Linked DNA regions of Mus musculus: all the other regions are linked to region 1. The links are chromatin contacts, called in public Hi-C and promoter capture Hi-C maps. All regions are on one chromosome and are shown on one strand. The core of a region is the stretch at or near the end of the contact, and the rest is flanking DNA. Distances in the headings are between cores, read along the strand shown. Region 1 holds the start of Zfp112 (zinc finger protein 112). Region 2 holds the start of Ctu1 (cytosolic thiouridylase subunit 1). Region 3 holds the start of Zfp719 (zinc finger protein 719). Region 4 holds the start of Epn1 (epsin 1). Region 5 holds the start of Zik1 (zinc finger protein interacting with K protein 1). Region 6 holds the start of Zfp110 (zinc finger protein 110).

Evidence for each region. Promoter capture Hi-C pulls out the DNA fragments that hold promoters and counts their contacts. A called contact is a pair of places that touch in the nucleus more often than the background predicts.
Region 2: a contact with region 1 is called in a Hi-C map of rod photoreceptor, with 6 times the contacts expected there. The contact joins the promoter of Ctu1 here to the promoter of Zfp112 in region 1. A contact is called at or near these places in 2 of 484 Hi-C or Micro-C datasets (muscle stem cells and rod photoreceptor).
Region 3: a contact with region 1 is called in a promoter capture Hi-C map of liver. The contact joins the promoter of Zfp719 here to the promoter of Zfp112 in region 1. A contact is called at or near these places in 4 of 39 promoter capture datasets (cranial neural crest, frontonasal cranial neural crest, liver and 1 more).
Region 4: a contact with region 1 is called in a promoter capture Hi-C map of liver, with 4 times the contacts expected there. The contact joins the promoter of Epn1 here to the promoter of Zfp112 in region 1. A contact is called at or near these places in 3 of 39 promoter capture datasets (cranial neural crest, liver and maxillary cranial neural crest).
Region 5: a promoter capture Hi-C map of second pharyngeal arch cranial neural crest shows a contact between it and region 1. The contact joins the promoter of Zik1 here to the promoter of Zfp112 in region 1. A contact is called at or near these places in 4 of 39 promoter capture datasets (cranial neural crest, frontonasal cranial neural crest, maxillary cranial neural crest and 1 more).
Region 6: a promoter capture Hi-C map of liver shows a contact between it and region 1, with 2.2 times the contacts expected there. The contact joins the promoter of Zfp110 here to the promoter of Zfp112 in region 1. A contact is called at or near these places in 3 of 39 promoter capture datasets (cranial neural crest, liver and maxillary cranial neural crest).

Annotation. Positions count from the first base shown.
Region 1 is chr7:24,110,469-24,115,199 of GRCm38.p6, reverse strand. It overlaps Zfp112 (zinc finger protein 112), which reads right to left and starts at 2,880. Exons shown (of 5, transcript NM_021307.2): 1 at 2,764-2,880.
Region 2 is chr7:43,670,173-43,674,903 of GRCm38.p6, reverse strand. Ctu1 (cytosolic thiouridylase subunit 1) reads right to left here and starts at 2,873. Exons shown (of 3, transcript NM_145582.1): 1 at 2,829-2,873. It also overlaps a transcript of Siglece not described here.
Region 3 is chr7:43,577,759-43,582,489 of GRCm38.p6, reverse strand. Zfp719 (zinc finger protein 719) reads right to left here and starts at 2,904. Exons shown (of 4, transcript NM_172482.1): 1 at 2,724-2,904.
Region 4 is chr7:5,077,373-5,082,103 of GRCm38.p6, reverse strand. It overlaps Epn1 (epsin 1), which reads right to left and starts at 1,869. Exons shown (of 12, transcript NM_010147.4): 1 at 1,627-1,869; 2 at 1-86. U2af2 (U2 small nuclear ribonucleoprotein auxiliary factor (U2AF) 2) reads right to left here. Exons shown (of 12, transcript NM_133671.3): 12 at 2,159-2,922. The coding sequence ends at 2,788.
Region 5 is chr7:10,493,054-10,497,784 of GRCm38.p6, reverse strand. It overlaps Zik1 (zinc finger protein interacting with K protein 1), which reads left to right and starts at 2,404. Exons shown (of 4, transcript NM_009577.3): 1 at 2,404-2,643; 2 at 3,257-3,295. The coding sequence starts at 3,263.
Region 6 is chr7:12,832,159-12,836,889 of GRCm38.p6, reverse strand. Zfp110 (zinc finger protein 110) reads right to left here and starts at 2,129. Exons shown (of 8, transcript NM_022981.5): 1 at 1,726-2,129; 2 at 1,363-1,443; 3 at 471-597. The coding sequence starts at 1,407.

The DNA of each region.
Region 1 (4,731 bases), core at 1,631-4,130:
ATTTATTTTTACTATTTCCTTCATTTTATCTCTCTCTCTCTTTTTTTAAAGATTTATTTATTATATGTAAGTACACTGTAGCTGTCTTCAGACACTCCAGAAGAGGGTGTCAGATTTCATTATGGATGGCTGTGAGCCACCATGTGGTTGCCGGGAATTGAACTCAGGACCTTCGGAAGAGCAGTCAGTGCTCCTTAACCTCTGAGCCGTCTGTCCAGCCCTCATTTTATCTCTTAACTTCTTACTCTAGCTCCAGAATTTCTGTTTCTGCTTAGCTGTTGATCTTGCATTGCAACAAACATGTCTTACTTTTCACAGTGTTTTAGTTTGTTAAAACTGAAAGAAGTTTTTTGTTCTGTTTTTTTTCAAGACAGGGTTTCTCTGTGTAGCCCTGGCTGTCCTGAAACTTTCCCTGTAGACCAGGCTGGCCTTGAAGTCAGAGATCCACCTGCCTCTGCCTCCTGAGTGCTGGGATTAAAGGTGTGTGCTACTACCACTCAGCTAAAGTTAAATTGTATTTACTTACTACCTGGCCACATACACACTTACACACATACATACAGCATGTGTATGGGAGGTGGTTCCCTCCTTTCACCACGTGGGTCTTGGGGATTGAACTCGGGGCAGCAGGCTTGGCAGCAGGCTCCTTTACCTGGAGCCGTTTCTAGGGCCCCCGGCATGTTTACTATCACCATTTTAATACTGCTTGTGAAATCCAGAAGTCTTTTTTTTTGGGGGTGGTGGTGGTGGTGTATGTGCTCTGCTATAGATAATAAAATCTCTACCTAAGAAAGATATACATTTTATGCTTTTTCTTTCACACAGGACTGGGGATTGAACCTAGGGCCAGGCACATGTTTGGGTTTTGTTGTTGTTGTTTGTTTTGTTTGTTTGTTTGTTTTGTTTTAATATACAGGTTGAGGACTTCAACAGTGCACTATATATATTAATTTTTATTTACTTTTAAGTATCTGCCTGCTTGTCTAGCTCCCTGGGAACTGGAGTTACAGGTAGCTACGAGTCACCTGTGGGTTCTGGGACTCGAACCTGGGGCCTCTGCAAGCAGAAACAATGCTGATTGTTAATCACCTCTCCATTCCCAATTCCACTGTTTTTTTTTTTTTTTTAAATCTATTTATTTGTGGGTGTGTGTATCTACAACAATTCTCTTCTTCCACCATATGAGTCCTAAGGATCAAATTCAGGACGTCAGGCTTGGTGGCAAGTGCCTTTGCAGGCTGAGCCATTTCAGTATGGCTAGTGCAAATACGATTGTAAAAAATGATTCTGTAGTGTTATCTGCAAATATGATTGTAGAAGTAACTGTAGCGTATACGATTAAGAAAATAAGTAGACTATAAAGAAATATAATTACCTAGGAACACAGGATATAATGATAATAATTTTATATTTTTTGGTACAATCAGTAAATTTTTAACCTATGTTCTAAAAAACAAATTTTATTTTTTTCCTTAAATAGAAGTGATAAAAATAATGATGACTCCACATCCAATAAAGCTCTTTTAAGAGTTATATTTATTAATTTGGATAGAACCCGTACAGCATTTAGTTTTAAATGTTTATATTTCATACTTATTCTTTATGTCCAAGCATTTCTCTATCCCGTCCAGAATTAATTAAAAAATATTAGGGTAACTTCATAAGTGGATCTGCTAATGAGTAAAGAGAGCCTCACTCCTCAGAACAGACAGATTGACAGAAGGATGCTAAGGTCTACCCCTGTGTATTAGTTACTTTTTGTTGCTGTGATCAAACACCATGAATAAGGTGTGGAAGAAAGCGTTTATTTTGGCTTTCAGTTCCATAATAGTAGGGACAGCATGGCAGGTGGCAGACTTGTCAACAGGAGCAAGAAGCTGAGAGCTCCCTTCTGAAACTCAAGCATAGCGAGCAAACACCTTGGAGGCTGACCCCGCCCCATGACGTATTTCTCCAGCAAGGCCACACCAGCCAAACCTCCAGAAACAGCACCCCGCCCTCTAAACTGTGGACCTGGCATCCAAAGGTTGGACCCTACGGGGTCATTTCTCATTCAAACGACTGCACCACTACCACGTTCTCTGATGCCTCTTTCCCCTGCAGCACTTTTTATATAAAGGATTAAGAAGACAACTTGCTCGGAGAAACCGGACTTCAGCTAACACCTCTCCCGGCCCCCGTAAGGCACAGTGGACACTGCACACAAAGCTGGGAACGATTGTCTCAACAAAAACAAAACAAGTCATTAAGGACTTTGATAATGGGGACAGGCTGGGTCCAGAGACCCTACAGCAGGAGCTCTGAGACCATCCGTGGGTCACTAAAGCGTCCAGCTTCTCTGAAATTGGAAAGCACCGATAGTAAATGTCCCATTTCCTACCGCGCGTCAGCAGTTTTGAGCCTTGCAGGAAACTCTAGATCACTCTTGGATAGGTACCAAGGCGTGGTGGAAAGCATGGAGGCAGAGATGGAGAGTCTGAACTCCACTGCTGGGAGATGGCATCGTGACCAGAGCTAGGGAGGCGGCTGGGGGTGCCCATCGCCCAGGAGACCCTCCATCCAGGTGACTGACAGCCCCGGGCCAGGCCTGAGTCAGTGTGTGCAATCGCAGCACACTCGGGCATGCTCTTCCAAAGTAAGTTCACGTTCTACCTTTCCGAGGCAGACTTCCTTACCCAGGATACAAGCCTGGTGGCTATCACCCAGGGCAACCTGAAAAGGATCGCTCACACTCGGGAGGGGTCAGTAAAGGGGAGGGCTCACCTTTCTGAAAGGAACGGAACAAGGCCTCACACACCTGGGGCGGAAGTGACTCTTCCCGCATAGGCAGCCAGGACTACACTTCCCAGAATTCCCGAAGGTTGCGGGGAGAACAGTCTCCTGCAGTCTCCTGCAGAGGATCTTGCACACTGAGGATTCCCAAACTACATTTCCCAACCGGAAGGATGGCCTCTCAGCCCCCCCCCCCCACCTGCAGCGGAAGTTATCTTATCATCCCGGGGATGGGAGGGTCATGAACTACATTTCCCAGAATTTTCAGAGTCCTTGCCTTCCCCGAGCGGAAGTGCCATGGAGTAAGGAAACCGGACTTCAGACTTTTGAAAGTCCTTGGCATACCCTAAGCCAAAAATCTTCGAACCACGATGCTTTCCCTGCTTTCTGTGGAAGATTGGGATAAACAGCGCTTTCCCCAGAGCACGTCAGGGACTGCTTGGGTCTACAGTTCACGGGATCTGCAGGGCCTGCCTTAACCCCAGCGGACCTCCCTTCCAGATCATTTGCATAGTCCTGAGTTTAGGGATTCCCCTTATTATTATTATTATTATTTTTTATATTTTTTATTAGGCATTTTCCTCATTTACATTTCCAATGCTATCCCAAAAGTCCCCCTCCCCCCACTCCCCTACTCACCCACTCCCCCTTTTTGGCCCTGGAGTTCCCCTGTACTGGGGCATATAAAGTTTGCATGTCCAATGGGCCTCTCTTTCCAGTGATGGCCGACTAGGCCATCTTTTGATACATATGCAGCTAGAGTCAAGAGCTCCGGGGTACTGGGTAGTTCATAATGTTGTTCCACCTATAGGGTTGCAGATCCCTTTAGCTCCTTGGCTACTTTCTCTAGCTCCTCCATTGGGAGCCCTGTGATCCATCCAATAGCTGATTGTGAGCATCCACTTCTGTGTTTGCTAGGCCCCGGCATAGTCTCACAAGAGACAGCTATATTAGGGTCCTTTCAGCAAAATCTTGCTAGTTTATGCAATGGTGTCAGGGTTTGGAGGCTGATTATGGGATGGGATTCCCCTTATTTAATTCTGCTGATTATCACTATTCACCTTCAGCTCTCCAACCTCCACTGTCTTTATAAAAATCTTGGAAAAGAAAAGCTTTTCAAACGTGACACTAGGACAAACTCAACGTAACTAATCCCCACCCAGTTCAAGAAGCAATTCTATAAAAAGCATGGAAGCAGGAATGCAGAAAAAGGTAAATCAAGTACAAAGGAACTGAATTAATAATTTTAAATATTTAATGTATGTGTGCGTGTGTGCACATGTGTGCTTGGGCACATGTATATGCACCATTGCGTGTAGTGCCCAAGAAAACTAGAAGAGGACGTCTGTTTCCCACCTCCCTCCCCCATAACTTGACTTTACAAACCCGTTAGCCAACTGACGTGGGTGCCGGGTCCTCTACAAAAGTGGTGCGTGCTTTTAACAGCAGAGTGAGCCCATCAACAACCTAAGTTTGGATTTTCAAAAAGGATTTATGTGTATGAATTTGCATGTATGTGGAAGACAGAGGGCAGCTTGCAAAAGTCAGTTCTTTCTCTCCCACCATGTGGGTCATGGGGATCAAAATCAGATGGTCAGGACTGAAAGCAAACATCCTTAGCTGCTGAGCCATCTCACCAGTTCAAAATAAAGCTATTTAGCAAATGATAGAAATTACTCAACCATTTGCTTAATCAGTAATCTATTTTATAGTATAACTCTTGGGACCCATCAACTATTACCTAGTAACTGTGGCAAGACATATGGGTTATTTATACATTTAACAAGGCTAAATAGCCAAAACCAGATGCACATGGGCATATACCCACAGTCACTTAGATCCTCCAAAGTCTTTAAACTTTCATCAATTCCACTGCCAAACAACCATTTTCAGCATTTACTAAACAATTTCCTTTGCTCAACCAAACCTTGACGTATTCAGAGGTCTAACTTGTAGCCA
Region 2 (4,731 bases), core at 1,624-4,123, about 20 Mb before region 1:
GAGTGGCCCTGACACAGGGGAGCCCACGGGAAGGGCAGCTTCTTCCTATACCAAGAAAATAAAAACCCGACGACAGGGTTTCAGGGAGACAGAGGGGGAAGCCATGCAAAGGATAGACAGAATGGAATTGTGTCTGTTTTAGGAAATGGAGCACAGTTTTGCAGTCACTCTTGCTACAGTCTCAATCATAGACAACTTCCAGAGCTGACCAGATCCCGGAAGAGCTTGCTACTCGGAAGCAGAGGGCTCCAGATGTTTGGATTTTAGTAGGGGAGGTAAGATACTGGAACCCCGCATGAGGTCCTGATTGCTTCCCCTGGAAGGCATAGTGGCCTCTTCTAGGCACACAGAAGCTGCGTGCATCTCCTCTACATCACCAGCTGTAATGAATCAGTAAAATCTCTCCAAGCTCAGGCCTCTCCCCCAGACCACCTCATCTCCAGCGTGGACTACCCGGGAGCATCCCGCCTTTCAGAACAGGTCAGGCTGTCCCTGGGATTTACCACAATGACCAGAATGATCTGGCAAATATTTGTTTACTGTCAGGAACTTCCATGAGGTCAGGACCGGTACCACTGAGCACTGCATCTCAACTCCGACCTCCCTGATTCCTTTCACCGAATGGTGTCCTGCAGTGGAGCTCAGGTCTGTCCTTCCAGATGCTCAGACTAGAAGCCCTGAGGTCTAGGACCACTCTGGTCACTCATCCTGTGTGGGGCTCAAAATTCAAAGTCCAGTCTTGACTTGTTCTCCAAAGGTCCCTAGTCCATCCTCAGAACTCATGCTCAGATCCCCTAAAAGGATACAGCCAATCCTTCTGTGGCCTCAGATGCCAGACACTTCCCACCTACTCCATGGCCAGGGCTGCAGTAGAATTCTAGTAACTCGTCAGGAGTGGTAACGCACGCCTTTAATCCCAGCACTTGGGAGGCAGAGGCAGGCGGATTTCTGAGCTCAAGGCCAGCCTGGTCTACAAAGTGAGCTCCAGGACAGCCAGGGCTATACAGAGAAACCCTGCCTCGAAAAACCAAAAAAAAAAAAAAAAAAAGAATTCTAGTAAATCGCTGTATCTAGGGTAAACTTTAGAATGAAATGGTTGTCTTTCAGTGTACCAAGAATAGACATCAAAATGAATTGTTCTCTAGAAGTACTTTGACCTTGAAGACGTCATCGCAGAAGACGTAGATCATTTTCTATTGTCTATGAAGTTGTTTTCTGAAGGAGCTTTAGGGCCTTGGCATGACTTGGTACAAGACAGTCCTGATACATATGCGATGTCTTGCATTATTGAGTACAGCAAACAGTCCACAAGAGGGACCAAAGTTTCAGGGGTGTGATGTTTCCTTTGATGAGGAGTTTTGGTTTGAGAAACTTTTTAACCCCCCCCCCCAAAAAAAACAACTTTTGTGAAGAAAAAAAAAGACTACCTCCACCTAAATCTTCACATATTATTTAACTATGCAACCTAATTCTTATTTTATTTTAAAAGTTTTTCTGCTGCCCAGAAGTACCTGTCCTAAAGGAGACACAACCTAAAGTAAACGCTAAATAAAAAGAAAGAGCCTGACGTTCAGTTCATTGAGGCTGGACCTCCTTGCTGCCTTGGAGCCCGATTACATTCTAAGGTGACCCTCATTGTTTGATTATCCTGCACAACTCAGAACACTGGCACAGCCTGCTTGTCTGGGTCACTGGTCTCTGCCTTGGCCTCCCCTCCTTCACGACAATTTGCATATAACAACCTGCAGATCCAGCCCAGTTACCTTTTTGACAGGTCCGTGAATGATGCTTGGGAGGCCCCGTGGCTCCTTTCCAGAATGCTCTCAAGTATCCCAGGAACACTCCTTTCCTCTGGCCCAAAGAGTTCTTTCTGATCACTGAACCCAGCAAGCAGCCCTCAAGACTCCCCTAACTCTCCTGGCTGAGCACTGCCCCTTGAACTATCCTCCTCAGCCTTTGTTTCTCCCCTTCCTCTCGCCCGGATTAGGTTCACACCAGTCTCTCCTCACTTCTCCTCACGCCCTGCCCAGCAAGCCCTAGAATCATCAGGCTCAGAGGTGCCTCCAGGCTTGACCTCCTAACGACCCACTTAGGATCCTTGCAGGGCACCTTTCAAGTGCTCCCCAAATCTGTCCCTTCTGCCTGGCTTATCTGTCTCCTGAGAGTGCCCACCACCTTCTACCCCCGCATTTATGCAGAATGGCGTGTAAATACACTCTCTGTTCTCAGTCATCTAATCCTGTGAGGGGGTTGCTATTGTAAGGAGTAGCTTACAGACACACGCAGAAACAGAAAAGGGGGATACCACATCAGTAGTAGCCCTGAGATCATGGAGGGAACCTGGTTGATAGATATATCAGTAGTCTTTAGCTGACGGAGCGAACAGGGCTTATGCTAATTAAGTAAGTATCTGGGATGATGGGGGAAAGAATTGTGTACAGACTGGCGGCAAACCCCCGAGGTAATAACAGGCGTGGTGGTGCACGCCTTTAATCCCAACACTCAAGAGGAAGTGGCAGTTGAATTTCTGCAAGTTCCAGGCTAGCCTGATCTACAAAACAAATTTCAGGGGTGCCTCCGGGTGGCCAACTCTCCTAAAGGGCAGAAGAGGCGTCACCAGAACATATTTAACAGGGGCAAGAGAAGGCAGATGATCTGTTACCACCAAATGAACAAAGCGGCCTGGCAAGAGACCAGACTAGGAGATCCTGGCCAGAACGCGAGTTGACAATCATAAAAGCGAGTGCCAAATCTCTAGAAAGACCTTCAGCTCTCCCGTGGCACCATGGCCCCAAGCCCGTAGGAACCGGAGGAAGAGGAACACTAACCTGAGTGGAACGAGCTGAGTACTCTGCCTGCCACGCGGAAGCCTGGAGCGGAAAAATGCCCTGGGACTACAATTCCCATAAGGCCTTGAACTGCTTTGCCTACGACTTCCAGAATGCAACAGCTCCAGACGCGGGCCTGTAACTCTACAGCAGCTTGGACTCCAATTCCCAGAAACACTTGAGAGTACAGCTTTCCTTCTGCCAAATGCCTCCCCACGGGCCGACTCTGTAGGGCGCACACCAGGGCCTGGGAACCGAGCCCAGAATCCTGATGTTGTCCGGCAACGCGAGGTCACCAGAAGGGAAGTTGAAATCAGAAGTGGTTGAAATCAGAATGGCTGCAGTATAATTTCCTAGTTTTGTGGACTATCATATACTTCTGCTACTTGCTTGCTTCTCAGTCTCTGTTACTGTTTCCCCCTCCCTCTTCTCTGTGTCTCTCTCCCTTGCTCTCTCTTTCTTTGATTCTCTCCCCAGGATCTTACCATGTAGCCTAGGCTGTCCTGGAGGAACTAGCCATATAGACCAGGCTGGCCTTGAACTCAGAGACCCACCTGCATCTGCCTCCAGAGTGCTAAGATAAAAGGTGTATGCAATCTTGCCCCTTTCTGTCTTCCTTCCTTCCTTCCTTCCTTCCTTCCTTCCTTCCTTCCTTCCTTCCTTCCTTCCTTTCTCACAAAGGTGGAAGGAGTCCAGATGACACACAGCTATGTAAGCTATTGTAATACACATCAGTAAATTGTCGTCTTGTACTGTTTAAGGTCACCGGGAACCTGGCGTCCCAGCCCGACTTTAGACCCAAGCATTTTGTCTTAAAGCGTTCTCCAAGACCGCTTCCTCAGTCACCAGCCGGCTTCCTGGTCCTGTGAGAAAGTGAAAGAGAACAGCCAAATAAAGTGGAAACGCTACTTCCTTAAGAACAGGAGAGTAAGTTCTTAGAAGAAAAATAGTGTATCCTTGAACACAGATAGGATGGGACCCATTCCCAGAGACCTCTGCTACTTCTCATCCCATAGGACATCTGTGGTGGGAATGGTTAGTTGGGAGTCTGTCTTCCTGGGATCCTCTTCTTCAGCCTCCTGCAGACTGTGTGTGGTTCCCAGCTTCCCCAGTCTGTTTCTACTGGATGTTTGTTTCATGTCTGACCTGGTGCCCCATTATCTTTCTGCAGTTTGCTGTTTATGCACTTGAAATGAAAAGCATTCCTACTGTGGATCATTCTCCAGTTTCAGACAGCTTTCTACCGACGAACCACACTCCAGCCCCTCACTAGGGGATTCTAGGTAGGGACTCGATTATTGAGCCACTTACTACCCAGGAACTTACTGGGAAATTCTAGGCAGGGGTTTTAACACTGTGCCACACCCTAGCCTCTCATTAGGGGATTCTAAGTGGATGCTCTATTACTAAGCTAGGTATATTCCCAGCACCTCATTGGAGAAACTCTAGGCAGAGGTTTTAATAGTGAGCCATGCCCCAACTCCTCAGTATTGGTATTAGGTAAGCACTCTAATACTGAGCTATAGCCCCAGAATGCACCACTTCTATGCTTTTTAAATTTAAACAGGGTCTCGCCATGTGGCCAGTGCAGTCCTCAAACTTATAATCCTTTGCCTCGGTCCTCCAAGTAGCTGGAATTACGGCCCTGAGCTACCAGCCTGGGTTCAGCTCCGTGGTTCTCAACCTTCTTAATTTTGCAACTCTTTCACACAGTTCCTCATGTTGTGGTGACCCCAGTCATAAAATTATTTTTGTTGCAACCTCATAATTGTAATTTTGCTGCTCTTATGACTCATAATGTGTGTATCTGTGTTTTCCAATGGTCTTAAGCAACTCCTGTGACCCCAAAAGGGTCACAGCCTACAGCATGAGAACTGCTGACCTAGGCTATGGGAATAGTGCT
Region 3 (4,731 bases), core at 1,655-4,154, about 19 Mb before region 1:
TTCCCCCTTTAAACTCAGACTTAAGAATTACACTTTGGACCTTGTTCAGAAACTTTGTCTTGATCTCATTATTCCTCTCTCATCCGTCCTTCCCCATCCATCCCCACCTCTCCTTGCAGGTACTCACTTCTCTGTGCTACAACAACATGAGGAATTATTACTGAACTGTCACAGCAGTAGGAAGGCTGGGAACCACTGCCTTGGAGGGAAAAGGTGCCAACAAGCCTGACAACATGAGTTTGATACCTGGGACACACATGGTAGAAAGAGAGAATAACTCTTGATAGCTATCCTCTTGACCTATACATGTCTCTCTCACACACACACACACAAACACACACACAGAGAGAGAGAGAGAGAGAGAGAGAGAGAGAGAGAGAGAGAGAGAGACAGGCAGACAGACAGACAGACAGACAGGCTCAAAAAGTAAGGTAGGAGTGCTGGAGTGAAAGGCGGGATGATGTCTTCTGGCTTCCACGCTCACCTGTACACACACATGTACCCATAGCCAAATAAGCCTGTAACGTACACACCCAAACAATAACAACAAATAATGAACCCTGGTGGTACCACTAGGTAGGCAGGTTACAACACGGTGAGAAAACCTCCTTTACAGGCCTCATAGGCTCTCCAATGACATTCTTAGTTGGAAACTAATAGGCTATTTAGGTAAAATACATAGATGGATATTGACTAATTGTTGAGGAGACCAAAGACAACTAAACTTTTGGTTTCTGGAAACTTTGGTTGCAGACCTACAATCCCGGCACGCCAGAGGCAGGTGGATCACAGCCACACTTGAGGTCAGACTGGCCTACAAACTGAGTTTCAGGCTAGCCGGGGGTACATAGAATAGCCTGTCAAAAGATAGGAAGTAAGGAGGGAAGGAGAGAAGGAGGGAGGGAGACAAGAGGAGGGAAGGAAGGAACAGTGGCTGGAGAGATGCTCAGTGGTTAAGAGCAATTGCTGCTCTTGCGCATGCCTCAGGCTCAGCACCTATCTGCACATGTGGCTCACAGCCTCCTGTGTCTGATTCCAGGGGAGCAGATGGCCACTAGACACACACTTGGTGTCCCTTGGTGACCATCGGTCAGACACTCATACACATAAATTTTAAAAGATGAAACACACACACACACACACACACACACACACACACACACACACGGCTGCTTTTACTAAAAAGCATTATGTATGTCTTTAGCACTTCAGCTCTGACTTAAACGCTAACCTACTTCATGCCCAGCCTGGCCTCCATAATGTAGACATCCTCCAGCCTCCGAGTGCAGAGTGCTAAGATTACAGGACAGTCATGTGCCACCACAACCTGCAGCACTACTTTAATACATAAAGCTTGATTTCTAAACTTAACCTCAAATCTGTGCACTAGAGACAGACATGGGGCCACTAGGTCACTTTACCTCTCCGCCTGCTCAACGTTACCACTGTATGGAGTCTCAACCTCTGCTTTTCTTTTTTTCCTTAACATTTCTTTAGGAGGTGGGGAATAATTGGAGAAGGCAGCTCGCCCAACATTAACGGAAAAAAAAATTTTTTTTTAAAGATTTATTCTTACTATTCAAACATTTAAAAATGAAACGTGTGTGGGTGTTTTGTCTGTCTTTGTCTGTGCACCATTAGCTGGGAGGCCAGAAGGGAACACGGATCCCCTGGAATCGTCCCACCAGGCAGTTCCAAGGCACCATGTGGTGTGGGTGCTGGGAACCCAACACTGCTGACCCACATCTCCACTCTCCTGCCTTTCCTCCTCACTGGTCTCTTCAGTAGGCAGACTGGATGAGGCTGGCCCTTGCCTGTTTGGATGCAGGAACCCAGGCTTCTGCCTTACAATCTTTTTACAGCAGCACCTTTCTGCGTAACTGCCAATTACCAATCCTTGCCAAATTCACAGATCCCAGGCACAAGTCAAACCTCCGATCAGACCTCACATCAGCAAAGGACTGCAGTATTTATGTAAACTTTCAATTGTAACTGAAATGACTAGTTTTTTCTTAAATCTTTCTTCTGTCTTCAGTTGCATACGGGGGAAAGGAAATATCCAGAACACCTAAGGGCAGCCCCAAGGCTATGTCCCCGCTTAGATAACTGTGACCACATTAAATATACCTAAACACATCTCCTGGCTTCTAGGCAGTGCCTTCTATTGCTAATACTGCTTAGGCTGACAGAGATGGAGGGCACTGGGTCTCCAGTTTGGACCAAACGTAAATAAATTCATTTCCCCGTTTTCTCTTACTCTTTGGAGTTTATCTCCTCTCGAAGGCCAGTGTTTGACCAGGAGCCAGGGCTCCAGTTACCAGCTACTCAAACAGCCCAGAAAGCGACGCGGTCGCCCTCACAAAGCACCCTACACTGGCCTCAAGCTCCATCGCCTGACTCCTAAGCCAATCACAGACTGAGCGGATCACAAGCCATCTCAAGGTCCTCGCCCTGAAGCTCCCGGATGCTGCAGCGCCCACTCACTGAGTCCTGCCCCGAATGCCCTCACATGGTAATTTTCACGGACGACGGTGGGAAATCCCACAGGACAGCATACTGGGAAGTGACAAAATACAGACGCGGAAAACCCGCAGGAACAGAATGAAAGAGAACCGAACGACCCCCACTTTATCCACCTCATCCCCCCCTGGGGCCGATTCAACCATCACTCAGCACAAACCGGCGCTCAGCAGCACAGCGTCCTCTGCTCCACATCCACTCACCTCACATTACACCTTAGAGAAGCTCTGCACACGGCACGCCAGGACTGCGAGACTTCCGCCCACAGACACCCACAATTCCATGGGTTCGGATTCCAAACACCCACGCTACCCTGGCAACGACAGGAGAGGCGAACTACTTTAAGATCTGAGCGGATGTGATCACTCTAGGCCACTTCCGATTTGAATAAGGGTTCCCTCAGTTCACTACCACGTAGCCCTGGGTGGCGCGCATGCGCACCACCACTGGCGGAAGTCTGTCTTGCCAGTACTTATTATGGCTCATCTGGTGGTTTCTGATTTTTTTTTTTTTTTTTTTAACTTCTTCCTAGAAAGTGCCATGGCTGAACCCACACTCCCGTGACACAGAGGCAAGCATCAAAGCGCAACGGTTCCATACAGCCGACAAGAATGTGATAGGTGAAAGTCCAAGGCTGTCTCACATGCTTAGGGGATTTATTAACGTCTTGTATGTGTATATAATTCTAAGACACTGTAACATTACATCTTCCTAAATGTACCTTTTTTTCCCCTGTATTTTATTAGATTTACTTTATGTATTTTTGCCTGCATGTTGAGTTTATAGCATCCAGGACAGCTGCAAGAGCAACAAGTGCTTTTAATCTGTTTCTCTTTTTCTTCAACTTTCTCTTGATTTTCACCAGAATTGAAAGAAGTTCTTATTTTTGAGATGACCTCACTATATTGGTCTGACTGGCTTGGAACCGGACATGAAGGTCATTCTGGCCTTGGACTCTCAGACATCTCATGGCCTCTGTTTCCCGAGTGCTGGGATTAAAGATGTGTATCACCACACTGGCCTTTTCTAATTTTTCAAAAATTGAAAACTATGTGGGGTTATTAGGAAACAGGAGGTAAGTCATATGGAACACCAACGGTGAGAAACTGAGATAAGCCATCATTTACGTCATACTGAGGCATCTCACGGTTCCCAGAGGATAGAAACCTGTTCTTACTTAGAAGTAAAATGTCTTCTAAATCGCATAATAGAAATAATGTAGAACTAGGTGGGCAGTGGAAATAATGATAAACAGGGACACTAGTCAAATGGGAAAAACACCTAGCACTGTAGTGAATAAATTAGTAGACCTAATGTACATTATAAGAATAAAGTATAAAATTGTGTGAGTTATCTCCATATTAAACACATTCTAGCCCTGGACAGTCTAGAACAGTGGTTCTCAACCTGTGGGTTATGACCCCTTTGACAAACCTCTATCTCCAAAAATATTTACATCATGATTCATAACAGTAGCAAAATTACAGTTATGAAGTAGCAATGAAAAATATTAGAAAGGTTGAGAACCACTGGTCTGGAACTATGTAGACCAGGCTGGCCTTGAAGTTACTCTGATCTTGTCTATACCAGGGAAGTTCTAGGATTACAACAATGTGCAATCATGCCCAGTTCACACATAGTCTAGAGCTTCCCACTGAGAACAGACTACAGGAATAATGATTTAGGAAACAGTTTCATCATCAAAGATACACCTCAGGAGTCCCAAAAGAGTGGACTCAGCCATCCATCACCACAGAGCAAAATTATGATAAGTTAGGCACCAACGTGTTCTTCCGGAATTTCTTTTTGTTTTGTTTTGTTTTGTTTTGTTTTGTTTTGTTTTGTTTTGTTTCGAGACAGGGTATGTAGCCTTGGCTGTCCTGGAACTCACTTTGTAGACCAGGCTGGCCTCGAACTCAGAAATCCCCCTGCCTCTGCCTTCGAAGTGCTGGGATTAAATGCATGCGCCACCATGCCCAGCCCGGAATTTCTTTCAATAGTTTTCCCTCTTTAGTCAATAAACAATGCTCATCTATCTTGTGTCCTGAGCCACTGCTAGTTCACCAGGAAGATGAAGCACTTGACTCATGGAAATGATGAGCTGATAGAGACAATTGTGTGTGTGTGTGTGTGTGTGTGTGTGTGTGTGTGTGTACATACATACACACATACATTCACACGTATATAAATATATATAATCAGAAGTTAGTA
Region 4 (4,731 bases), core at 620-3,119, about 19 Mb after region 1:
TGGGTCCAGAGTAGACTCCGATCACCAGTCTGTGCCTCTCCAACAAGCCATGGAGGGAGATTTACTGAGCCCTACCATGATCCAACCTGAAGGAAGACATAGGAGAATAGGAAAGGCTGCTCTTTACCTTGAATTCAGGCCAGAAAATGGAGCACCTGCAAACAGGCATAACTAGGCAAAGAAAAAAAAAAAAAAAAAGCAGCTGGGTCCCAAGTCAGGCCTGGACAGACACCAGAAGACAAACATATGACAAACATAAGGAGACTGGGGGAGGGGAGAGAAAGGGAGGGAGAAAGGGAGAGAAAGAGGGAGGGGGGGAGAGAGAGAAGAGAAGAGAAGAGAAGAGAAGAGAAGAGAAGAGAAGAGAAGAGAAGAGACACACCAAAACTCGGGCAAAAAGAAAGCAATACAGCGAGGCAGGAGGACAGGGAGGACAGAAAGACAGGGACCCTGAAACAAAACACACACATGACACCCAGGGCTGGGGGGGGGTGGGAAGAGATATAACTTAAAAGAACACAAAATTTGCACTCAAATCCCGGCCACATAAGCAACCAGCAAAACAACCCTGTGACTCAGTTCACCTAACTGTGTAACAAAGGGAGGGGTGCTGCCCGGCAAGCTTGCTGATTAAATAAGACGGGTACATAAAGAACTTGGTTCTGTGCCCCACAGATAGTAGGCGCTCGGTACTCCTGGCTGCTATTATTATCAGAAAAAACATTTCCAAAAGGGTGGCATCTAAAGACGCACTATCCTAACACCAACTACCTACTTCAAGCATGTTCAAAAAAAACATACTAAATCTCACAAATGCTGCTGAAAATGGGGCCATTTTCCACAGTTAATTTAGAATTTCTTATTAAACAGTACAAACAATATAGTGAGTCCCCAAGGGGGACTCAAAAACCTGGTATCAAATACTAAGCGAGACAAAATCTCTAGTAACTAGAGCTACTAATAATCACATGCTTAACTCCAGGCCAGACACTGTAAGGCACTTTACCAGGACCACTCCAATGCGCAGAGACCCTGTGGTGCAGGAATTATGAATGCTTCCGTTTAGAAGACTAGGAAAACTGAAGACCAAGGCAAGCAGCGGGGGCTTTGGAATCCACAGCCAGAGCTCTTGTCAGAACACCAGAGACTCAGAAACCTGGGAAGCACATCCTAAGCAAAAGCAGTGGGTTCCTAGAAAGGAATTTTGGGCCTGGGGACGACAGCAATGACCCGGAGAGAAATAATGCACCAAGAGGGAGACCAGTCTGGGGAAATGAAGACACAGAAACCCAGAAAATACAAGCATTGCATGCATCCTGACAGGAACACGGAGCAATCCAAGACACAAACAGCACTCGGATCTCCAAGCCCTTTTGTACAAACACAGAAACACAGAAGCAGAGCAACACAGACAGCAGGGCCACGCGAGACGGGGACACTGACAATCCCAAAAAAAGACACACACCGGCAGGCAAACCCGACCCGGGCACAGCGGTACAAAAGCAGCCACAAGCCATCAGCGGCTGGAACACCGGCTCCGAGGCTGGCTGGACCCGCGCGCGCCACGGCCCAGGCCGGAACACCGGACTTGCCGCGACGGAGGCCAGCATTGCGCCCCTCGCTCACCTCGGCCCGCTTATACCGGGCTTCCAGGGGTCATGACGGTCAGCCCCCTGCCCCCGCTCGGCCTCGGTGTCGCGGGGCGCGCGCCGAGCTGCGGGAAGCAGAAGTGCGCACGTGCGCACGCACAGACGCACGGAGGGCCGCACAGCGACGGCCCCGCCGCCCCGGCGCCCGGGAGGGGCGCAGAGAGCCGGGCGGGGGAGGGGAGCCGCCGAGCGGACGGGAAGCAACCGAAGGTGGCAGCGGACCGGAAGCGGAAATGAACTCACGTGCCCCGCCCTCTGCACTTCGCCCGGCAGCCTCCACTTCCGCGACCAAACCCACCCCGGCACCATTTCCGGCGCACGGGACTGCGCGTCCTTATGCCCTTGCGTCACTTCCGCATCTACGCAGCAGTGGAGACGCGTAAAGGTCCAAGCCTTGAAGCCTCCACTGTGGCTACCCTCGCGGGACCCTCAGGCCTGCCTCCTTCCCTGGGTGCCACCCTCCACACCCTCGGCCGAAAGAGACGGGCGGACACACTGGACACAGATGAGGATCCATAAAGTAAAATACAACAAAATGTTTAATGAGCAAATTCGTATTAGCAAATATGAAACTGCCACAGAGAGGGGGAGCGGGACAGAGACCACGGGTTGAGTCAGGAAGACTAAGGAGAAGAACCAACTACTTAAGAAACCAGGGTGGAGAACAGGAAGGACCAGAAGCCAAAGGACGGGAGCTGTGGTCCTGCAAAGGGAGAGGGCAGGGCACTGAGGGCCAGACAACAAAATTCAAAATAGTTTGGCCATAAAATATAAACACGCTATGTTCCTACCATGGGGGAAGAGAGGAGGAAAGGGGTGTAAGGGATAAGAGGCTGTTTGGGAAGGGGCTGTGGAGGTCCTACCCGCCCTGCTGTGCACACAGTCCCCATCCCAGCCCGTTCCCTCTGTGTCTGTGTGGGTGCATGTGTCTGTGTGGGCCTGTGTGCACTTGCCCAGTCCCCTTCCTGCCCTAGCCCCCCACCCCCCACCCCCCTTAATTGCTGCCATTCCAGTTGCTGCCGGCTGTCATTCGGCTGTCACTCCTCTGCCCATCTTCTTCAAGAGGGGGGAAAGGAGGAGGGGACAGGTGGGGGGAAAGTCCCCAGCCAGCCCTGCCCCCACCCTCCCCCAGCCACCTCTACCAGAAGTCCCGACGGTGGTAAGAATCAGGGTCACAGTATTTTGTGACCACCACTCTGTTGGCGAACTTGCGACCGGTTAGACCCTGCATGGCTTTCTGGCAGTCAAACACAGAGGTGAACTCCACGAAGATCTGTAGGAACAAGAGGCATATCTGTGAACAAGGTTGGCTCCTAGCATCTACTCAGCATTCATTTAAAGTACAGAATCAGCACAGGAAATGAGAGAACACCTCACCACACTGCACAGAGGACTTCAGTTCAGTATGAGGGTGTTTACCCAAACGTTCTCCAGTACCCAAGAACAAGGCACAGAAGCGAGACATCACAGAAATGAAGAAAACCAGGCAGGCCTGAGTCACTTAAGTACACGGGGCAGTGGCCAGAGGCAAGACCCCAGAGGAGAGAAGGGGTCACTTCTGCATCATGCACCCTACAGTGTTCCCCAAGCCACAACTGTCATGTTCTCCCCACAGACAAGGTAAGGAAAGCTCAGAAATTAGGACTCAAGCCCAACCTGAATTAAAACAGGTTCATCTATCCATGTTGACAAGCCTGCTTGAACCACTCAATCACCTTAAAGGAAATGATTACAATGAAGGTCCCCTAACATGGGAACTGCATGACTACCGCACTACTTTAACAAACCAGTTGACTTCAGAAGAGAGTGGAGAGAATATGAGATAAAAGTGATAGAAACTTTATGGGGCCAGCAAAATGGCCCTACAATTCCGGCATCCTGCATTCAACCCGACTCCTTCCCAAAACACTGTCCTATGCTTGCACAAAAACAAAAACAAGTGAGTTAAAAGGGGCTGGAGAGAGAGGGCTCAACAGTTAAGAGCACTGACTGCTCTTCCAGCGGTTCTGAGTTCAATTCACAGCAACCACACAGTGGCTCACAACCATCTCTAATGGGATCCGATGACGTTTTCAGGTGGGTCTGGCAGCGACAGTGTACTCACATACATTAAATAAATCTTTTTAAAAAATCTGTTAAAAAGAAACTGCAACCAAAATCAGGATTTGGACCTTACTGAAACAAGACATTTTAGAGATAGTAACATTTAAACAGAACTTAGGTAGACTAGACACCAAGGAATTAAATGAAGACTGTTTTACTATAATAGCATTCTTTAAAAAAACCAAGGTTATGGGTTTAGCCCGCTGGTTCTGGGGACAGAGATAATAAGCACTGTCTGTTAACACAGAAGTGTAGCTAGCACCTACTCTTTAAGCTTTAAGTACTCTTTAAGCTTTAAGTACTCACTGCATAATCCAGGTGTGAGGATACACATCTGCAATCCCAGCAGGGAGGCTGAGGCAAGATCACTAGCCCAAGATCAGTAGGGACTATGCAGTAAAACCCCATCTCAAAGCAGAAACAACCCCCCCCCCCAATATTGATAACTTAAAGCTGGATAATATACACTAAGCATCAGCATCAATCTCATATACTTTTAGAAGTTTAAGAATAGAACAAAGGTTAATATGGTAGCTAAGTGACACTAGTTCAAAGCTAGCCAAGCTGAGGCACCATAGTAAAACCCCATCTCAAATGAAAATCAATACACTCTCTCCCCCCGACAAAGAGTTAGCCGCTCAAGAGGCCAGTCTGTGCATTCAGAGATCCTGTATTTATTTACTCAATCCCCATTTAAGGCAGGCTTCCATTAAGGTGCCAGCCTGAATCAGAAAGAGTGGCATATCAAATACAGGCAAAGAAGCAGTCAAGAGGCTTTTTTAGTCAGATAGTCTTCTTCCTTTTGACTACTGCACCAGACCTCTGCTGCATTCCCAAGATTCATTTGAAACCTGCCCAGCCTCCCCATGTCTGAGTTTCTATCAATCCTCACCCACTTGGGAGTTCCCATCTACCCAGCTAACTGCTTCCTAGCTGACTCTATTAGGATATCTAAGTAACCTCAGAGGCAGTAGGCCTA
Region 5 (4,731 bases), core at 1,155-3,654, about 14 Mb after region 1:
CAAACATCCAGGGCTTTTGTATTCCTTATGAGTTGAGGCATGGGTGCTGCTTACATGAATTGCTCTATACATGCTGATGTGATTTGGTCCCTTATCAGAGTTATACTCATGCCACTTTCTCTGGTAGAAACCATCTTCCTCTATCAGCTTGTTCATTGTGCTTTGCTCATCTCAGCATGCTTAGGAAGGTCAAAAATCTGAATGATCCCTGGAGGAAATCCTGAGCAGATGCTTAAGCAGAGATGTTTTCTTTTCTGACTAATTGAAACATATATGTCATGTTTTTTAATCAGGAGGAATCAGTACTCAGTCTGCTTGAGCTTTCAAGCAATGCCTTTTCCTTCTTTTTAAAAATTGTTCTCACACTGACATTGTGGTTAAGTTTTCCAGTCTACCATTTACAAGCTGGTGACTACCAACAATTAGTCTATCCGCTAGTAAATGTTTCACTGTTGAGTCTACCTGTAGTCATTGGGATTATCTTTACAATTCTCAGTGGGAGAAGACAAAATTGACCTGTGCATAGATGACTAGCTTTTGTAGGGGAAATCACTTTCTCTTTTAGGTACAGGAGAGCTGAAAATAGGTTTCATTTCTTCCTTCATCTAGTTTGTTTTTCTACCTAAGGCTTAGGCTCTGTGTAGGGCTTTGTCGCCTTCATATCTTCATTTTGTTGAAACCAGAGGTCACTGAAGAGAATTTGTTTTTCTCCACTTCTAATGACAACATAAACTGTTTAGCTCTTACACACATCCAGGTAATGGCTGGCACTGTATAGGGGAAGTTTCCTCCTGCCATAGGAGGAGATATGTATCCTCACGTCTATTGATTTATATGGCGTTCCTCAGCTTGTTAAGAGCCAGGGTGATCCATAATAGGAAATAAAATATGTGTGATTAAACAAGAAGGGCAAGGGCTTTACAGCAAAACAAATGGTTTTTGCCTTTTGGAAAAATTCATAAGTTTAGTGACTCTGCCTTCATTTCTTTCTACAGTCTCCTTAAAATGTGTAATAATGTATGTATAGCTTTGTTGCATAACTGTTAACTGTGAGATTGAAACATTCCATTCTTAAGTAGGCAGTTGAGACAATGCAAAATAGCTTCAGAAAGTGCCCCCCCCCAAAAATGAGATTTTCAAGGCACATTTTTCCTTAATAAACCAAGCTGCAAAGAAGACTGCGTCCAGACCAGTTAGTTTCCTAGAAGTAGTAGAAAGCTCAGCTAGCCACTTGGAAATTTAGACAACTGAGTATCATTGAAAAGACACTCCAACCTGTTCAATTGACTTTCACTGTTGGTATTTGTTGATATTTTAGTTTGACTCATGCTCTGTAACCATGCTAGCCCAGAACTAATAATTCTCTTCCCTCTGGCATCCTTTGTAGGAATTGCATGGTGTACATCAGCATGAGTTACAACTTTAGCTATCTCTGGTCCTGAGATTGATGGATGCCAAATATACAAATACAGACAAACACAAAACTTTTCATATGCTAGGAGTTTAAGATTTGCTTGAACTCTGTTTAACTTTGTCTTTTTTGTAGTTGTGTACAAGAGTTACATTTAGTTTATGGCCAGTTGGTGGCTGCTGCTCTCTACCTCTATAAGCGGCGCCCTCAGGAGAGGGCGAGTTGCAGAACTTGCTGGCCTCACACAGATCCTGATTTCTTTTTTTTCCTGGAGAGGCAATTTCTGCTTTTTATTGATATTCAGGCTAGTCAGCCAACTTTCTAGCTACCGGACAGATCTAGTTGAAGCTTAAGGAGCTGTGTGTGTTCTCTTAGGGCAACACTGAAGAAGAGGCAAATCAAGTGCCATAGGAGTGGTATTAGAATACAAAGGGAGGGGGTATTTAAGCAGACAACAGGGAAATGTAGGAGTCACTATGGATTTAAATTCGACTCCCTGCAAGTGGCTTCCAACAGTGGACTAGGAGGCCAAGTGCCCTGAGCTAGTTCAAGAGGCTAGGCATGGGCTCTCCATCGGATGTCTGCCCAGCATTTGGGTACACATGGAGAAATCCCGCAGTTCCCCCGGAGTTTGAGTTCATCTATACAACCACAGCCTCTTTTGACCTCCAGTCTAGCATCCTTGTATTCTGTTTGCCCCCAAGTTGGAAAACACTGGGGTGGGTGGCCCCAGACTATGGCCGAGGACTTCAGAAAAGAAGACAGATGAAAAGGGTTGTTTGCTAGCGTACATGGCGCTTCCCAGCACACATCCCTTTTGGCCTTTGTTCCAGGTGATGAAGTTGCACAGCTTCCCCACCCACAGACGCATATCTGAAGGAACTACGTTACCCAGAATGCACTATCCACAGAGAGAGGAGCATGAGCCAATGAGAATTTAGGATAGTACCATCTTCGGGTTTGGCTGGAGGAATGGGGCGGGATTTCCGGCTGCGCTCTGTGGCGCTCATTTTAGCGGTTTTTGGGTCCCTCCTTCCAGATCGTGTGCAAGACCCCTTTGTCCAGAGGTGTACGGATCGAAGAATCTCAAAGGAGCGGTTCTAAGGGCGTAATATTCATCGCAGCCCCGGCACTGACAGTGGCAGTATTGTCCAGGTCCCTCGTCCCCGTTTCCCCGTTGTCTGCGCTCGCTTACTTGGATGGCTGTGCCCACGCTCATGCACCAGGCTTAGGTAAGTGGTGCGACATTTGTGGCTCCCTTGTCCTCGCCACTTATCTTGCAGAGTCGGAATTAGGGAGTCCCCTTAAGTCGCTACTCCCCAGATCCCTGTATTAGTAGGAGTACGTGATTCGGCTTTTCTATTTGCAAAGCTACAATGAGGAGGCGGAGTGGTACAGCCAGGGCCATAGTGTGTGTAATTTCTTGGAGCGACGCTGAAGTGTGGACTATTTAGGCCCGTAATAATGAGATGAAGTGTTGTACCATTTTCCCCATGACAGGAATTCGTGTTATGGAAAAACTACACAGACTTGAGTGTGGGTTTTAGGGTTTCCAAAAAGCTGCTGCTCGTGATGAGAGTATGTATGTATATATGTATGTATATTCTCATCTCAGCTAGTTCTTGGACCACCCTAGGGTTTTCCAACCTGGGAGTTGTGTGGAGATATATTATAGGCCAGTTGAGTCATTGTTCAAGGGTCCATAAGTAAGCACAAGCACTGAGGATTTAGGATCAGATGTAACGAGGGCATCCCTATGTCACTTTGCTCCGGGTTGGGAGAGGGTATAGGAAAACCTAAAGCTTTGGGTCCCTGCCATCATTCATAACATCTCTCATCTCACAGGTGTCCATGACTGCAGAAATGGATATGGCCCTCATGCAGGTGAGGAGAATATGTCCTAGGCTGTCACTGAGATATTTGTCTTGAGTCAAAGGGGCCTTAACAAATTGAAGATTGGAGTAGTTCCTTTTGGTAACAAACAATAGAATGTGATCTGTAAGGTTGACGCAGGCATTGATTGGCATGTGTAAATGTTTGGAGATGAGGCTCATGTGGTTCATAGAACCCCAAGTGTTTTCTTCTGAGGGAAGTGAAAGCAGCAGGGCAGGATTCAGATCTGGAATGAATCTCAGCGTTCTGCTTTAGAGTGATGAGAGTAATTCAACATTTAGGGAAAGGAAAGGGAAGAGGAGGGAGGTGATCTAATCTTAGTCACATAAGCCTCCATGTTTCTGTGGCATGGAGAACCCAGTTATTGTGAGGAAGTCAATAAGACCATGGGGGAAGCTGCCATAATAGTTTGGGAAAGTGTTAGCAGTGATTACACCAGGGTGAAGATGGAGGAAGTGGCAGGAGTCTAGATTAGTTTTGAAATTGGAGCTGCTTAGAGTCTCAGATTTTAAAGAAGGGAAGATACTATTTATACAGGCTGTAGGACAGTGGTTCTCAACCTTCCTAATGCTGCCATCCTTTAGTTCCTCATGTTGGGGTGACCCTCAATCATAAAATTATTTTCATTGCTACCTCATAACTATACTTTTGCTACCTTTATGAACTGGAACATAAATACCTGTGTTTTCCTTTGGTCCTAGGCATCCCCGTGAAAGGGTCTTTAACCCCAAATGAGTCACAGCCCACAGGTTGAGAACCACTGCTTTAGGACTTTAAAATCTAGAAGGATGGATACTCCATCAAATGTAATATAAAGTTGGTAATCAGGTTCGTTTCCATTTAGAATATTTTTTAATTGTTTTTGGCTACTTCTAAGGTCTTTCACAATCAATGAAGGAAGATATCATGTGGTAGGTGGCTTTATAGGCCTTGAATTTGAGAGGAAGTTTAAGATAGATATATCTAAAAAAAGTGCTGGTCAGTGTTTAGCAAAAAAAATGTAAGTGTGCATTGATTGTAAGTAGGGGTAGTTCTGTTTCTCGTAACAGTAATATATTAGCTACTCAGGAACGGTGGAACAATGATTGAGTTTTGGACATCTGGGTAGAAGTGATAGCCATTAGAAACACAGTTATGCGAGAAGAAGCCATTGATGGACATGAGCAAGAGGATGATCAAAGTTCTAAGGCTTATGGCAATAAGGTAGACACAGAGGCAGCAATACTAAGTAGAAGGTGTCTGGTGGCTAGAACTAAATATTTTTGTTTCTTCAAATTTAACTTGTTGAATCCTAATCTCTGTGGCCTTTAAGAAATAATTAATTTAGGTGGGATTAGTGAGTGCCCTTGAAACAAGGTGCCCCAAAACTAGTTAATGCTCCTTCCACCATATGAGCATATCAAAGGAAATCAGTGCTTTATCACTGT
Region 6 (4,731 bases), core at 880-3,379, about 11 Mb after region 1:
AGCTATGATGAAATAACCAGAGAGGACAGAAGACCTCCTAAGAATCATAAAGAAGTCACAATTTTGATGATAACCCCGAGCTGCTGGACAATGATATATTTTTTTATGTTTGACATGCCATAAAAATTATAGCCAACTCTCACTACAGCTACAAACATCTCTTAAAAGCTCTGCCCAGTATTCAGGGACTCTGAAGTATTGCTTGGATGAAACTTCTGAAGTCATACTGAAAAGCTGCCTTTTTCCTCTCTACCAAGCTCTACACTCCCTTAACACTTCTCCTCTGGTCCCTTTAGCCTGAGCCCAAGCACTTACAGTTCAGGGGTACCGCACATCCAGAATTGGGGTGGGGGCAGGTAGAGTCAAGCCTGGCACTGAACTTCCAATCCTCCTCCACCTCTGAGGTGCTGGAATTAAAAGCATGCTCCACCCACCCAAACAGCTCTTTATTAAAGTGGAGGCTGCCTTACCCACTGAAATCATGTTGCTGTAGTTCTCCATCATGATCTCCCTGTACAGGCACTTCTGTTGGAAGTCCAGCTGTGCCCACTCTTCCTCGGTAAACGTCAGAGATACATCTTCAAACTTCACAGACTCCTGAAAGGCACAAGATGCAGTTCAGTCCAGGGTTTTCCTCTTCTACAGTGACAGAAAAATAGGAAGGCTGAGCAAGATGACCCAGCTACATTTTACTTATCTCATGTTCCTTTGTCTGAATCCTTGAGCAAATCGGTCTGACACTAATCAGGGGACACGTGAGACTGTGGTCTATGAAAACCTGTTCATTTCTCACTAATCAGGGGATAGGACTGTTGGTTCCCATCTATACCTCTTTTCTTGTTTTTGAATTGTCACTTCCTTAAAGTAGTTGCTGAAAACTAAACATGAGCTTCTTATCTTCTTACACTTGTCAGTTTCTTTCACCAGACCCTCAGCTTAAAAAAAAAAAAAAAAAAAAAAAAAAAAAAAAGAAAAAATAAAGGTTGAAAAGGATTGGTGAGATGGCTCAGTGGGTAAAGGTGCCTGCTACCAAGCCTGAGTTTGATTGATCTTCAGGATTCATATGTTGGAAGAAGGGTAGCGATCCGGAAAGGTACTCTCTGTCCTCTACAAGCAGGCAGTGGCACACACGTGCATGCCCCCCCCCCCCCAAATGTAATAGTATTGTTTTTTAATTAAAAAGCCTCAATCTGGCTTGCCAGTTCCTGGTTCAGAAATCGGTTTGTTTGTTTCTTCTATTGTAACCACCCTCTTGGGCAGTCCTCCAACTCCTCCCGAAACTCAATGATATTTGAGAACAAACGTCTCACCACTAGCCGACCCCTGAGCCGACTCAAAAGTTGAAAAGAAGCCTTTACTCACATGGGGCCAGGTTGTTGGAAGCGTGGAAGCCATACTGTCCTCCATGTTCTCTCCCAGGAGTAGGCAGAATGCTGACGAAACCTAAAGTGGAAGAGGGGGGCACTAAGGAATGTGCCCAGCGGCTCCCCCACCTCTGCCCATATCCCACCCCTCAGCAGGACATGACCAGTCCACCCCAAAATTGCAAAGTGCCCAGTGAATCCTCTTCCCGACTCCCATAAGCCTACAAGACAGGTTCCCCTCTAACCGAGAGGGGACAGCTGATGTCATCTAATCCAAAAGGCGGTTGGTTTTCTTAAACTGTGGTCCTTATTTAGAACGCGATGTCTTCCTTAGGATTTGTTCGGACCCACGACTACACACCTTCTCCCGGGTCCGTAGAAGTGGCGCCACAAACGAAGCCGACACTGGGTTCCAGAGGTTGCAAATAAAACAGAAGATGGGTGCTGCCCCCGACGGGCTTTCACGCAGCGCTACGATTGCGGAAAGACACAATGGCGCTCGCCCGTCGGTCTTGTCCCGAACTGCGCCAGCTCACGAGTCCGGACTACAACTCCCAGACGCCCCCGCGGACGTCGAGCGGCAGCAGTTAGGCGGCGTTTGTCCTGTTGGCGGGCGAAGCCGAAGTCCGAAAAGTGTGTTATTGACTGCTAAAGAACTAGGATGCAGCTTTTGAAGAAGGATACTAAGACGCTGAGCACCAGTACCTCTGTGGACAGAGACCGAGGCTAGGAGAGAATCGAACCCACTAACAGGAGCAAAAGAACTTGGACAAAACGGAAGCTAGGCATGGGCAAGGGGGTGGGCCGGAAGTGCTGGTGTTAGGTCGGCTGAGCGAGGCACGCCGCGTAGCAGAGCAAGGAAGGCGGGACGAGGGGACAGATGGAACCTACGGCTCTACTAGTGTAGAGGGGGAGGGAATCCGGATTGGGGCTGTCTGTGGGTCGGAGGCAAGAGAAGACAAAGTCATTTAACGGAGTTTACTGTGGGGAAGGAGAAAAGGATGCAATCTTACTGAAGTTTCACCGGTACCCTTAAAGGGAGAGGAAGAAAGGAGTAACTGTAGAAACAGAAAGCCATTAGGCATCGGAATTAAAAGTACTCAAATTTCCATGAGAGGACAGGCGTTTGCGTCCAGATTAGTAGAGTGGGCAGGGTTGTGTGGTCTGGGCAGGGTGGTGTGGGCTTATAACGTTTAGGTGGGAAGTATGGAGACCTGGTGGACTTAAAATATGGTAGGCTACACTAAATGTCCTCTCTAGTTTTCCCCAGCAGAGGAAGGGATGTAGTGAGAATCCTGGAATTTTGGTTTCTTGGAAGAACAAACAAATATTATAAAATAATATTTTGTTTGATTCCAGGTATAGGGATGTGGGGCTGCTTCAGACTGCCTGTAGCAGCTGACCGTGATTTGTTTTGTGCTCTAGCAGAATCGTGGTTCTGTCTGTAGCAGATAGTTTTTTGTGATTGTGTTATATTTGGAATTCTGAGAACTTTTCAGAGAGTATATTAATGTTAGGGCCCGATAGGCTAGGGGCTGGGCTGGACCAGTTGGTTGTATAGGGAGGAGGTTGGTTGTGGTTTCGTAGTAGCTGAGGTCAAAGGAGAAGCAAAAGAAAAGAAATCAGATTCAGGGATTTCCTAATTCCTCTCTCCCCTCTATTCCTGTTTCTTTCCAGTCTAGTGTTAAGGGGTAAAAAGGGGGCATGGATAAAGATGGGAGGAAGAGGAGAACCCACAAAGTTGCAAAGACCAGCTACAAAGGGACATGGAGGATCAGAGATGTATGAGGAAAACTAAAATTACACTCAGTCCCAGGGATGCTAACTGTAAATATCCATACATGTGGAGAGCTCTTGGGACTGCTTCTAGGAATTGGGCAGGAATTTGACATTAGGCTAGGACACGGAAGTAGGCTCAGGCAAGAATTTGACTTGGGGCTAAGATCAAGATCTTGATCGTTTTGTAAGTCCCTGAATACCACAGGACTTTGTTTATTGCCTTGTTTGTACCTTGACTTAGAACTGACCTTATTCTTTGCATGTACTTAGAATAGACTAGAAAAAACAGACTAGAGAAAAATAAACCCACTTCAGGCTCAGCAGGGGCTTGAGTCCTGTTATAATGTTGTCTAATTGTCTTTTTCTTTTCAATCTTCACTCCCTCCCTTGAGACCCTGCTGACTGACTGAGCTTGTTGGTTACACACAGGGGCTGATTTGTATGGTACACATTGAGAGGCTGTGGGTTCTGGTAATGCCAGTTATTAGCTAACCTGTGACTAGGTTTGTTCCTAATGGCAGATTAGATCAGGGGGAACTTGAAGTCTGCCTCTGACCATAATTGGGTATGTTTGTAACTCTCTAGACAGCTCAGAACAACAAAGAATTCTGCTGTGTTCCTTATACTGTTTAGTATCCTATTCCTAAGGTCTCTTTATATCCTGTTCTGATTGATGTAGTCTTTGTATTACTTGGGGTCCAGACATTCTGATGTTCTCATAATGCCTAGAGCCTATTGACCTATCCTTCTCAACCCAAGGTTTGTGTATTCCTTTACGCTTTCTAAGTAGGGTCTTGGCAACACTGTGTCTAACTGTGGTCATGCTTCTTATTCTTATGGTTAAAATAGACTACATATTCTTAATTTTTAAACATTTTTATTTATTTTATGTATGTGAGTACACTCTGTAGCTGTCTTCAGACACACCAGAAGAGGGCATTGGATCTCATTACAGGTGGTTGTGAGCTACCATGTGGTTGCTGGGAACTGAACTCAGGACTTCAGGAAGAAGAGTCAGTGCTCTTAACTGCTGAGTCATCTCTCTAGCCCTGTTCTTAATTTTTACTGCAATTAATGTTTATATTTAGTATTTGCTCAGATTATTATCCTATTTTTAGTTTGACAGTATTTCCTTGGATTTTTTTTCATTCATTCATTCATTCCATTTCATCCTGGTTCACATATATCCCAAACTGTTTTTGAATTTTGTAGCTGAGGTTAACCTTGAATTTCTAATCCTCTTGCTTCCACCTTCCTAGTGCAAGGAATACAGATGTGGGCCACACTGCTCATCTTTCTGTGGTGTGGGTGTTAGAACTCAGAGCTTTGTGGCAAACACTGATGACTGAGTTAACTCTTTAGTCCTCAGAATCTCTTAACTTTCAAAAGGACCATATTGATTGAATAAGTAATTGGTCCCTTTTTTAATATTTCACATTAAATAATCCTGGCTGTTTGGCAGATTATTATTGTGTGACAGAATTGTGGAAAATAGCCATTGACTGACAGTTTTATTTTAGATGTCAGTGTGTGTTTGTTTAAGTGGCTTATCCAATTGTTCAATAGAGAGCTTTATTATTTTAAGGAG